Linked DNA regions of Mus musculus: regions 2, 3 and 4 are each linked to region 1. Evidence: chromatin contacts called from public ChIA-PET, Micro-C and promoter capture Hi-C data. All regions are on one chromosome and are shown on one strand. Each heading gives the region's core, a stretch centred on a gene start, on an enhancer-like site or on the middle of the called end of the contact. The rest is flanking DNA. Distances are from core to core; before and after follow the strand shown.

Region 1 (2,987 bases), core at 144-2,643:
CATCCATTCTTTGTGGTGTGCTGGGCAAAGCCTGTGTCAAGATTTTATTCCACTTAATCAATAAACCCATGGACCAAATCGATTAGAAAAATGCTACTGGTGCGCCTACTCTGGAGCTTCTCGGTCTTGCAAAGATTCTAACGCAAATGAAAATAAATACTACACTTTTCATTACACGTATCAGAACCTCCGTTTATGTAATCTGATTGCATTAAACGCCCTGCATTAAGATTTGTAATTTTTCAGCATTTTCTGGAAACGCCTAGCCATTTCACAGCTCAAGTTCAGTGTCTACAAGAATGAAGAAAAGCCATTATCCTTAAAACACAAAGAACCAAACCAGCACTTGTTTGGTCAGTTTCGTGTGTCCCAGAATATCACACTTAAGCTATCAAAAAATAAAAATAAAAATAAAATCTGGTCCAGAGCGCCTTTGTCTCCTTTTCCTTATCTCACCCTTTAATTCCATGAGGACCCCTAGAGCCATCCATTCATACACAAAATCAGTCACCATCCTTCCCTGGGTACCCAACACAGGTAGTTATGTGAATACCTACCAATTCGTCTGGGCCCGGGACACACACACATTCTCCTGTCATCACAACACGGAGCCGACAACATCCACAACCCGCGCGGACAGCAGCAGCGACAGCAGCAGCGGCCCATTGAAAGCAAAGCAGAGATGCTCATTAGAGGAGGCGGCGGCGGGGAGGCGGGAGCGGAGGAGGGGCGAGGTCTCGCAGCAGCCCAGTGAATGGGCTGGGAGGGGAGGAGAGAATGGAGGGGGGAGAAAGGGGAGGGGAGAAGAAGAAACCAAACAAACCCACCCGGCAGGCGAGGCGGCATCACAGCCCCCGGCGGGCAACTCCAGGAGCCCGGACAGGCGCACCGCCGCCGCTCCATGCAGCCAGCGCACCGAGCCCACAAGCACTCAGCATCTTCAGGCCCGCCCGGCCCCACGCCGCGCCCGCTTCCGCAGAGCTCCAGGCACAGCCCGCCGTGGGCAGCCGGCTCCGCCACGCGGGGCCAAGCGTGTCAGCGGGGAGCCGAGGCAGACACGCCCGGGCCACAGCGGGCGCCCCGCGCGCTGACAGCCGGGTGCCGCCCGGGACCCGCGGCAGCTCCTCGCGACCGAGGCTCCGCGCGCACCCGGCCCTCCACCCGCGGCCGCTCCCCACGCGCGCCCTCCACTTCACCGCCCTGACGCCCCCTCACGACTCGGCAGCGGTGGACGAGGATACCAACCGGGCACAGTCGAGCACCCGCTGCGGTCTGCCCCGGGTGGCGGCCGCACCCCTCCGTGCGCGTCCTTCCCTCACTCAGCACCACGCAGCACCCCGGCGCGCTGCAGCTCGGCCCAGGCCAGCCCACTCCGCGCCCCTGCCTCGCCCGGCCTCCACCCTGCCCCGCCCCCACAGGCGCTCTTGAGCTCTTCGCCTTCTGATTGGCTGCGCAATGGCGGGTGGGCGGGACCCGGAGGGCCAGAGGGGCGGGGGGCGGAAGAGGGCGCGCTCCCCGCCAGTTTTGTGACGTCACGGAGGTCAGACAATCCCTTCCATTTGGCGCGGCTAGCCTATTGGTTCCACGCGTGCGCGCGCCCCGTGACCACGCCCTGTTGCTGGTGAAGGTGGGTTTGCGCGTGCCGCGAGGTGGACAGCCTTGGTTGGGTTGCGTTTGGACTCCCAGATGGGGAAGCGCCTGGGCGGGATCCAGCATCCCTGAGCGCGTGGCGCTTTGGTAGCCAGTTGCTTCCTGGCGGGCGGGCTTTCGCGAATGCCTGGCACTTCTGCTGGGCCCCGCGTGCTGCTCTGGGCTGGCCTGAGAGCCAAGCCTCCTCTGCACTGGGCTGCCCCAGGTAGACCGCGGGAACAACACAATTGAGGCGTGGCAGAGCGTCTCGGCGGTGTCTCGCTTCATTCATTCAAGATCAAGTTGCTGATTTTAGGGTTATTAGGTCGGATTGATAGTCAATTATTTTTATGTCTCCGGGCTAGGAAGCTGTAAACAAAAGCAAAAGGAAGTTTGATGAAGGAATTCTTATCTTTGTAGATAAGAATAACACGAGTGCTCTTGTTCTTGGAAGGACTTTGAAATCAGCATTCCCTCCTTGGTCCCTGACTCATTCAGAGTTATGAATTTTAAAATGCAGCCAGTGAAAGTGGGAAGAGCACTGAACTTGGAGTCAGAAGAGCCTTTCAAGTTATTCCCAGTGACAAAAATCCATCTTCCTCCCATGAGACTCAGTTTGCCTATCTGTGGGGTGAGGTTAGGCTTAAGATGTGCTAAACAACACACTAAGGGTTCTTGCTGCCATCTGCGGTTGTCTCTTTATGGGACAGTGCCTTCTTCACTTACCTACATCCACATAGATGCCATCTTCATGACATGAAACTTTCTTGGGAGAAGCTATGCTTCTGCCCAGTGTTAATGAGTTTACGTTGATTTATTCTACACCTTATTAACTAATAAAGTTTACAAAGTAATTTGGACTAGATAGATGAACTCCCAAGTTTACTGTGAAATTTTATTAATCCTGAAGTATTTAAATTTTTATGTAATAAAGGAAAAACCTTATATAACCAAACCTGCAATTCATAATTCCCCAAATCTTTCAAGCTGCCTCTATTTCTAAACTGGAGAATTTGCTCATCCCCAGAAGAGGCTTACGGGCAGAGATGATTGGTGAGGGGGAAAATATAGGTACCTTTCCCCAACCAAGAACAAACAAGCCAAGATCCCCATCAGTCCCCTGCCTTCCCCTCTTGGAGAAGAGATACATTTATCCTCTCCTAACAACAATCAAGATTAGCCATTTCTACTTAGAGACAGTCCCAATATATCTGATGCAAGGGTTTAGTTTGGTGTGTACACAGTAAGGCAAGAGTGTATCCTCAGCGTTTTAGGGAGAATGCCATATTCCCGGACTTTGCCTATGCATAGTTGACTGTGTGTCTAATTAATGTCAGGTGCACTACAGACAGGAACCT
Region 2 (2,987 bases), core at 286-2,785, 940 kb after region 1:
AGAAGAATTTGGAAATTCAGCAAGATTAGAAAATAAAATCATTTGCCACAAAATATATTCCTTCTATTCCAAAAATTTTGTCACAACATGGTGTCCATTTTATTTGAACAAGGAAGCATATATGTTGGGACTTCACTATTTCCTCTCTCCTCCAAGCAACACACATATACAATCCTCATTAAGAACATTTATTTAATGTCATTGAATTCTATCTTTGTTTCATTTTAAAGATCCTGAATACCAGAAAATGATCTAGCAGTACAGAAAATAAAATCACATTTTGGGTTTCATTTCTCAATAAGATATCATGGGAGACTTCAGAGATATCTATTTATATGTGCCTACATTCTTTTTGTATGATGTTTTGCCTTTTACAAACTTTTGTAACACTTGAAGGGATATTATTATTATTATTTTAATATTTTATTTTTTAATTTCTGTCATGTAGTACATCTCAACCACAGCTTCCCCTTCCTTCCTTAGATCTCTTCCTCCATTTCTTCTTCAGAAAAGAGCAGGCCTCCGAGAGACAACAGCCAAACTGGAAAAAACAGTATACAGTAACACAAGGTGAAATCTCTTAATTTGAAGTTGGACAAAAAAACCCAATAGGAGGAAAATAGTTTTAAAAGCAGGCAAAAGAATGAGAGACATGCTGGCTCCCACTGTGTGGAGTCTCAGGAGAACACAGCAAGTCATAACAAATGCAGGGGACCTGGCATGGACCCATGCCGCAGGCCCTATGCGCTCCACACAGACTAACTGTGAACCTATGTGAGGCCCGCTTAACTGATTTGGTGGGCCATGTTCTCCCGCAGTCCTCCATCCCCTCTGACTCCTACTGTCTGGGTTTTAAATTTAGTTTATGTCAGTATAAAGAGAATCACTCTTTGTTCAGTGGCTTGTTCATTTATTAAATAAACTCACCTGCTTCTAGTCTGGAAGCAGACTATGGATAATAATACTACTTCCCAGGAGGTTTTGTCGGGATTGTAAAAGCATAATTTAGAGAGCAGTCGGTGATCAAAACCATTCCAAATGTTAAATAACTCAATATTGTCTGCTCCTGTTTTACAGATGCGAAAACTAAGTTCCCGAAACAGGCCTGCAATCACAGTCGTTTGTCACCTTTCAGCAATTGCTTTCCCTAAATTGACTCTCTTGTTAAAAGTTAAAAATTAAAATAAAAGTATCTTATCCTACCCTAAGTCCTGCTCCTTGAATCTCTTTGAATGTGTTTCACTGTTGGAATGTTTTCCTAAGGATATGACTAGATTTAGGTGTTTGTGTGTAAAAGGTGGAAGTGGTCACTCATTAAAATAACTTTTGGTTTTCGTTTTATGTTTGTGAAAAGAAGTCAGGCTCCTTTCTGTTAATGTCTGCATCCTAGGAAGTACTGAAGCTCTAAGGTGTAGAAATGATGGACCTAAGAGCACACACAGTCCTGGAGGCTCGCAGGGAAGGCCTAGCCAATCAGAGTGTAGACTGAAGGCTGGCCCCGCCCCTCCTCGTCTGGCCCTCCTGGAGTAGGGGTGTGCGGCTCTTCGTCCCGCCCCTGCCTCTGAGTGACAGCAGCGTGGACAGCTGCCCACCCGGCCGGACCCGCAGTTGGGCCGCCCTCGCTGGGCAATGCTGAGGTGTGTTTCCGGCGAGGGCTTGGGGGTTCGGGGTCACAGTTCTCTTGATGCGGGCCCAGGGCTGGAAACGCGCTTTCCCAGCGTCTCCCAGCCCCGTGGAGACTGTAGATCTGGCCTGGGGAACAGCCCCAGGCGCTGGGCCTGAGCATCCGGAGGCTCCTCCAGGGGATCTGGGCTCCGAGCCCAGCAGGGAGACCTCCTTTTCGACTGTTTTGGCTTCTCCGGCCCAGAGAGAATGGCCAGACTGGGGTGGGCGTGGCCGCCTGGGTTGCCGAGCAACGCGGGTGCGCCCTGCCAGCGTGTCCTAGTGCTCCAGGACCTTGCAGAAACTCTCAGTCCCACCCACTTCCCCAGGTTTACCCTAGGCTGGGGATTAATTAGCTTGCTGTGCTGTCCACTAATTTGAGAGGCCTCCTTGTAGTTACAGGTGACTCTAGTTTCTACTAATCCTGCTTAGGCCGCCGCCGCCTCCTGTGTTTTAACTCCGATTTACTCTTTCCTGTTTCCCTTTTATGGGAACAGTCTTGTAAGCCAAAATATTTGTAGAGTTGCTTTATTGGTTAGTGGTAGTGGTGAAGTGGGGTTACTTTTTCTGATGTTTAGTGAATCCCCGAACCCAAACGATGTTGTATGTGGATATGCTCTGTGATATGCTGTCTTTCACTTAACCTAATGTAATGAACTTCCTCTGGAAGTTGCAACTCATTACAGCAAGGACTTTCATATGTGATTTTCCTTGCAGTCTATTGTGAAGTATGTTAAACTTCTAAGCACTTACTATTGAGTCCATATTTAATGATCAACTACAAGATAACACAGATAAATACTGCAAACATCTTCTTCCCTCATATCTTTTGGCCCCACATGATTCAGAAGAACAAACATTCTATAGGAAAACACAGACAAGAAGGGAGCTGGCTTTAATTTTCCATGCCAGGGTTCCAGTGTAAATCCTCAGGAAGAGAGTTTCTCTTGGCCTGCTGTTAACAGTGGCCCTCAGTAAGGAAGCCCCTTCGTTTCCCTTAGTTGAGAACCTTCAATCATCTCATCTATAAAGTTCTCAATCTAGTATCTATCCTAGCAGGATTGATTTAAAAGTATAATTACAATAGTGATCTGCAGTAATCCAAGATGTTATTGGTTATAATGTCCGTTTGTTCTTATCTTAGGGTATTTTTAAATGTTCTTGACTTTCCTCATTTCTTTGGCTAGTAGAGTGGTGAGGATTATGTCCATCCATCTTTCCTCGATTAATTCATTGTTACTGCTTAGGTAGCACACAAAGGGCCTTGCATAGTTTATCTGCCCTTAGTATTAGTCCCCCACCACCCAAGAATACACAGAGAAGGG
Region 3 (2,987 bases), core at 172-2,671, 810 kb before region 1:
GTGTTTTTTTGTGGTCTGGAATGGGTTCCCCTCTCCTAATTTGGGGTTGGTAAATTAAACAACAGGGAGCTGATGGGCCCACAGTTTCAGGAAAACATGTCCAGGACTAGCCTGGACCAATCACCAAGAAGAGAACCCCTGCTGACAGGAGAAAAAGCACACAAACAAGGTCTTTGTCTCATGTCAAGAGGACGAGGAAGAAGCCAGATATTTGTCATCTTTATCTATAACCTGTTTCTTTGTCCGCACATCTGTATAGCCCAGCGGTTCTCAACCTTGTTAATGCTGTGACCCTTTAATACAGTTCTCATGTTGTGGTGACCCAAATATAAAAACTGTTTTTGTTACTATTTCATAAGTATAATTTGCTACTGTGAATTGTAAATATCTGTGTTTTCCGATGATGTTTTCTTAGGTGACAAACAGGCTGTGACTCGATGGTCTATCCGAGACCTAGGAGTCTCTTGAGACTACCAAGGCCAGAAGATTACATCTCAGCCCCACAGAATCCATATAACTGACAGGACCAACATGACTCCTGTCACTCCTAGTTAATCCCCCAATGTATGTGCAGTAGAGCTTTGGATTAGACTCTCTTTATAAATGTAGTGTCTCATTTTCTTCTCACTATAAATAGCTGGTGAGGACCTAGGCGTCCTGTGAATGTTTACATTTTGTAAAAAAGGTCATAACCTCCTCAGTTCTTATAAGGCTTTAGATGCAGACCCCTGGGAAGAAACAGAGGTAATTCTTCACTCGGGGTTCCTCTTTTCGGAAGTTAAGGCCCTTTAGGCCGAGTTCTGGCCTCCTCTGCCCGACTTTTGTCTTTCTAGAGCAGACTCTTGGGGGGCAAGACCTGAGAGCTTCCTGTTCAAGTTCATAAGGCAGACTAGGCCCCGGCTTACTGTCTAAGGGGTGAGGAATGAGTGGGACACAGGCATCCCATGTATTTGGGGCCCTGACTTCTTTTAAAACAATGTCCAGCGGTGGGTTGCCTTCAGCATCGCGACTATTGGTTTCTCTCCACACTGACCAGAGGAGCAACTACTATCCCTAACCAGCCCCTCAGCAAAAGGGGGCTGAGTGCCTTGTACCCACACTCTGGGCTCCTCACTCAGCCGAAGCGGCTCCGGGGGTCGGGCTCTTCTCCTCTCGGTCCCGCCGGCTCCCACCACGGCCAGTCCCGGGCCGCTGTTCTTCCCCCTCCTCCCGCTCACCCGGAGTGTTCTCCGGCTCCCGCTTTGTTGCCCGGGCTTGTTTCTGCCCCGGGCGCGCCGCCGGCCCAGTGCCAGGTCACGTGCGTTAGTGACAACCTCTCGCAGGGCGGCCCCGGAGGCCCCCGCGCAGCCGATTGGTCGGCCTGCGGCTGGCGCGGCTCGGGGCGGGGCTGGGAAGCCGATCAGCTGTTCCCAGAGCTGCACAACAACAAAAGGACCCGGACGGGCCGGCGGCGGCCAGGGCAGCGACCGCAGCGCAGGAGCCCGGCCTGCCGCAGCTACCTCAGCACCCGCAGCTCTGCTCGGCTCACGTAAGTGCGGGCTACACAGGCGGGAGGGCGGCGGTTGGTTGCCCGCTCTCTGGCTTTCATGCCGGACTCTCTCCCTGCCGTGACGAGCACGGCGACACCGAGAACCTGCGGGTGACGGGAAACCTGCTCCGTTACCCGGAGACCCGCCCGACCCCTCCTGACCTCGCGCATCACCGAGCCTGCACCTGTGGGGAGAGCACTTCCCGTCGCTTCCGTCCTCATCAGTTTGGTCGCTGGCACTTGGGGTGTGCTAGAGACTGCTGTGGGTTCTAAATACTTCGTTTCAGTCGCGACCGCCCTGCGAGGCCCCAACATTGCTTATTTAAGCGGAGGAAACTTGGAGGCACAGAAAGTAATTTTAAGGCCACACAGCTAACTAAAAGGAAGCGGTGTTTACTATTTGCAGAGGGATTTCACGTGCAATTCCTTCATTTTGCTTCCACTTTCACGGTGTGTTTACTCCGTGTAAAAGTTCAGAGCAGATTAACGGGGAACCCCTTTCCACCTGTTAACTCCTTAAAGACTAAAGGAGTTCCTGGCTGAAAGAGCTCTTTCAGAATGCTGAGTAGTTTTGAGCTTGGGTCTTCGGACCGACATCATTACAAATGCCCCAAGATCTTTCTCCCCCCCCCCCCCCTTTGGTTTTATTCGAGACAGGGTTTCTCTGTATAGCCCTGGTTGTCCTGGAACTCACTTTGTACACCAGGCTGGCCTCGAACTCAGAAATCTGCCTGCTTCTGCCTCCCAAGTGCTGGGATTAAAGGCGTGCACCACCACGCCCGGCTATGCCCCCAAGATCTTAAAAATCACATCTTTGGTGGTGATTGTAAGGTGTGAAAACACTAGGCAGCTTGTACAAGCCTCAGCCACTATAATTTTCAAAGTCCTTGCTGGAAACCATGGCCTACTAATTTTTGTGACCAGTGTCTCTTTTGTTTTTCATCTTGTCTTTTACTCCTTTCTGCTCCCTAGTGTATTTCTCATGGAAACGACTGCTTTCAAAAGTTAAGGTTAACAAAGCAGTGAATTACCAACCTAACCGCTCTCTGTTCACTGTTTTCAGACTTCTGAACAGGATGTGGTAAGTCCTTGTAAATTAGCTAAATAGACAGAGGTGTAAGGAGCACAGGCAACTCTTTTGGCTTGGTATTTTTGTAGTTCAAAATTGATTTTTAAATTACTTGAATCAAAGGTGGCCCATGCCACCAAGTACTAAACAGGTGGCAGTGGGAGAATCAGTTCAAGGCCATCCCTTGTTTCTGACTAAAAGAACAAACCTTTTTATTAGCATCTTTGTTTTTTTGAACTGCTAGGTTCTCTTCTTCCACCATGTATATTCTGGGGATCACACTCAAGCCATCAGGCTTGCCACCATACACGTTGCCATGTTGAGTTATCTTTCTGGCCCATAAGAAATCATTTTTGTTTGTTTGTTTTGTTTTAATTTATTTATTATTAT
Region 4 (2,987 bases), core at 177-2,676, 770 kb before region 1:
ACTCCCCCCCCCCCCCCCAGTCTTGATAAGCAATTATGGGTTGGGTGAACGCTCCTTAGGCCTAGACAAGGCACTGGGTCTCCTCTGATCCTGTCTACGTGTAAAGCTGGGAAAGTAAGCTTTAGCCGGTGTGAAGGACCATGCGAAGACCCGGGAAGTGTGACGAGGGCCTTCCTGGGCTCTTAACCACAGCGTGGCACAAAAGGCCCACCGCGGCCGGAGGCCTCCAGGTGCATCTCGGGAAGGGCCGGGCCGCGCGGCCGCTGTCCTTGGCGCCCTCGCACCGGCTCACTCCGGACCAGGATGGCTAAGCGCGGGACCGCCGGCCTGCGGGAGCCCTTCCTGCGCTTCCGCGGCCTGGGGGTGGTCTTTGTTCCCCAAGCGGCGTCGCGCCACGGGACTGTGTGTGCCGTGTCACCCGCAAGCCCGGCCTGAGGGTGCGCAGGGCGCCGAGAGGTAGTCGGAGCCCGGGGCTTAGGAGCGGCGCGGGGCGGCCCGCCACGTCCCGGCAGCGCTCGCAGGCGGGAGGCGCTCCCGCGCAGGCAGTTCGCGCGGGCTCCGCAGGGCGCGCTGGCTGCCGGGCAGGGCCGGGGCGGGGCGCGGCGCGGCGCGGCGCGGCCCGGGCGCGCACGTGGTGCGGACCGTCCTGCTCTCCGGCCAGGTCCCCAGAGCCTCGGCGCTCGTGCGTGCGGACGGGGAGGGCGCCCGCTGGAGTCCCGAGAGGTGGTCAGCGCCCGGAACAGGCGTCTGAGGAGAAAGGCAGCGCGCGGCGCCAATATTTCCCGCGCGGGCTCTGGGAGGGAGCCGTAGGCAAGAGCGGAGTGGCCGCTCGGCGGCGCGCGGGGACAAGGCTCCCACGTACCTCGTCCGGCCGCGCTGAGGCACCTTCCTGTGCGCCGCCGCCCGCTCGTCGCCCGGCGGATGGCTCCGGCTCCGCACGTGGCGGGCGGCGCGCTCCGGCGTGTTTACATTCTGCGGCCGCTCCACGTTGTGCTGCCGTCCTCTCCTGCCATTGGCCGGCTCCTCCCGGAGGGGTGGGCCCTAGGCTCCCGCTCCCCGTGCCTCTGAGGAGACTTGGGGTTCCCCACCCCAGCCCTCCCAAGGCCTCTGCCAAAACGCGGAGCCGAACCGTAGCCTGACACTCCGAGATCTAAGAGCCACCGTGAGGGGGCCCGGCGCGAACTGGAAGGCGTGCGGGAGCCTGTGGTGGGCAACCAGCATGGGGGAGGAGCCTCTGAGCCGTGCAGCCGCGGCGCGCGCAGGTGAAGCGCCGAGAGGGGCGGAGGAGCACGGTCCAGGAGGGCAGCCGTACGGCCACTCGGCGCCCGCCCGCCCGCCAGCCCGTCCGCGCGCACTGAGGGCAGGGCGCGGCGCGCGCGGGCGAGCTGGGCGGGCGCGGGTGGGGGAGGGGAAGGCGCCGGCCGAGGTGTCAGTCTGCGGCGCATGCGTGCGGGGCGGTCCGGGCCCGGCCTATATATTGAGTTGGCGCCGGCGCCAGCTGAGCCGAGCTGTGGAGGGTCTGGCGGTGAGGAGGTATTGGGGACAGGGGCATGCGGGAGCTAAGGGAACCACGTCTGGCGGGAGCCATGGGAGAGGAAAAATGGGGGGCGGGGGTGGGACAAGAAGTAGGAGACTGGAATTCAGGGGTTCCCGAGGTTGGTCCCTGTCAGGATTCTTGTCAGGAGGCCAAGCAGAGGCAGGGGATGGAGTGTGTCCCCAAATGAGAGGCCACGGCAAAGCTTCTCTGGGAGCTTCTCTGTCCATCCTCACTTGGGGAAGGTCTCCCGCGCGAGAGGATTAAGGTGGGATCACTTCACGGAGAGATTCTTAAGCACGGTTTTCTCCTTTAATTCCCCCCCCCCTTTCCTTCTGCTCTTCTGGAATTGGGGTCCCGTCACCCCTGCAAGCGACACTGCCCGCCGGGTGGGGCTGGGAAGGAGGGAAAGGAGCCTGGAGGACGTGACACCAGAAGGTTCCCTCCACCCCCTGCTTCCCCGCCACAGCCGCTCTCCAAATTGGCGCGGAACCGGCTTCTCCACAGCCCGCTCTTGGAGGCTCGTCCAGGCGCCTGGCGGCCGAGGCCAGGACGTGCCTTTCCCACCCTGGTTGTCCTGGGGAGTGCATGAATGGCCCAGATGATCATCTAAGGGTGCTAGGGGACTTTGCAAATTCCTGAACGCACTCGCGTTCCCAGTGTACAGTTAAGGAAATGAAAGCATGAATGTAAAATTACTGAGATAGCGAGTGTATTTCAGAAAATAGTGCAGTGTTTTATTTTTAAAGGTTTAGGCCACCTTCTAGTAACGTTAGTTGGTAACTTCTGAATCAGTTTTAATTTGGAACTTGAAGATTATGGATGACTATGTTCTTGATTTTGTTTTTCTTCTCCCCTATTTAGAGGTTTCATAGTCCTTGAAGAGAATGTCAAGACGCAGGTAACAGTGTTAGTCTTGGAGACATGTTTCAAAATTAGCTGCTGCTTTTGAAATATATGACGTACTAATTAAGCTTCCTTTCTACAATTCATCACAGTAGCCGTTTACAAGCTAAGCAACATGCCCAGCCCAACCAGCCAGACTCTCCGCAAGAAACCCAGATAATTCAGGCCAAGAAGAGAAAAACAGCACAGGTGATTTAAGGAAAAAGAGGGAGAAAGGGAAAAATATTCCTTGCTGAAACCTTAGTTTACATGTTCTTTTCTATTCTTCAGGATGTCAAAAAAAGAAAAGAGGAGATCACCAAGAAGCATCAGTATGAGATTAGGGTAATGCAGAACTGGACAGGGTGGGCTGGGGAAGAATAAGAGTGGAATCATGTGTTATTGCCTTATAGTGGGAAGATTCTGATACTTTAGAGGTGAACTTGAAGGAGGTTCATATAAGCCTGAGTCCTACAGCTGCAGTGTAGATGGCTTAGAAGCAGCTGGTTCCCTTTGGTAAATCCCTCCCTTTTGGAGCTGGCTGGTATACTAGGTCTGCCTATATACT

What was found. Promoter capture Hi-C pulls out the DNA fragments that hold promoters and counts their contacts. A called contact is a pair of places that touch in the nucleus more often than the background predicts. ChIA-PET counts read pairs in DNA pulled down with a chosen protein or histone mark.
Region 2: a contact with region 1 is called in a promoter capture Hi-C map of stem cell-derived epiblast-like cells, with 2.2 times the contacts expected there. The contact joins the promoter of Triqk here to the promoter of Pdp1 in region 1. A contact is called at or near these places in 10 of 39 promoter capture datasets (the 3T3-L1 cell line, 3T3-L1-derived adipocytes, cranial neural crest and 6 more).
Region 3: a contact with region 1 is called in an RNA polymerase II ChIA-PET map of memory CD8 T cells, with 8 read pairs. The contact joins the promoter of Trp53inp1 here to the promoter of Pdp1 in region 1. A contact is called at or near these places in 2 of 115 datasets of contacts at active chromatin or transcription factors (memory CD8 T cells and pancreatic cancer cells).
Region 4: a contact with region 1 is called in a Micro-C map of embryonic stem cells, with 15 times the contacts expected there. The contact joins the promoter of Ccne2 here to the promoter of Pdp1 in region 1. A contact is called at or near these places in 3 of 39 promoter capture datasets (the C10 cell line, liver and pre-B cells), 1 of 484 Hi-C or Micro-C datasets (embryonic stem cells) and 1 of 115 datasets of contacts at active chromatin or transcription factors (pancreatic cancer cells).

The regions. Positions count from the first base shown.
Region 1 is chr4:11,965,057-11,968,043 of GRCm38.p6, forward strand. It overlaps Pdp1 (pyruvate dehyrogenase phosphatase catalytic subunit 1), which reads right to left and starts at 1,394. Exons shown (of 3, transcript NM_001098230.1): 1 at 1,246-1,394; 2 at 558-592. The coding sequence starts at 588. 1700123M08Rik (RIKEN cDNA 1700123M08 gene) reads left to right here and starts at 1,518. Exons shown (of 5, transcript NR_040577.1): 1 at 1,518-1,627.
Region 2 is chr4:12,905,302-12,908,288 of GRCm38.p6, forward strand. Triqk (triple QxxK/R motif containing) reads left to right here and starts at 1,536. Exons shown (of 5, transcript NM_001171801.1): 1 at 1,536-1,637.
Region 3 is chr4:11,155,020-11,158,006 of GRCm38.p6, forward strand. It overlaps Trp53inp1 (transformation related protein 53 inducible nuclear protein 1), which reads left to right and starts at 1,422. Exons shown (of 4, transcript NM_021897.4): 1 at 1,422-1,528.
Region 4 is chr4:11,190,283-11,193,269 of GRCm38.p6, forward strand. It overlaps Ccne2 (cyclin E2), which reads left to right and starts at 1,427. Exons shown (of 12, transcript NM_001282943.1): 1 at 1,427-1,533; 2 at 2,399-2,435; 3 at 2,533-2,629; 4 at 2,711-2,764. The coding sequence starts at 2,422. A630034I12Rik (a long non-coding RNA gene) reads right to left here and starts at 948. Exons shown (of 3, transcript XR_001784240.1): 1 at 863-948.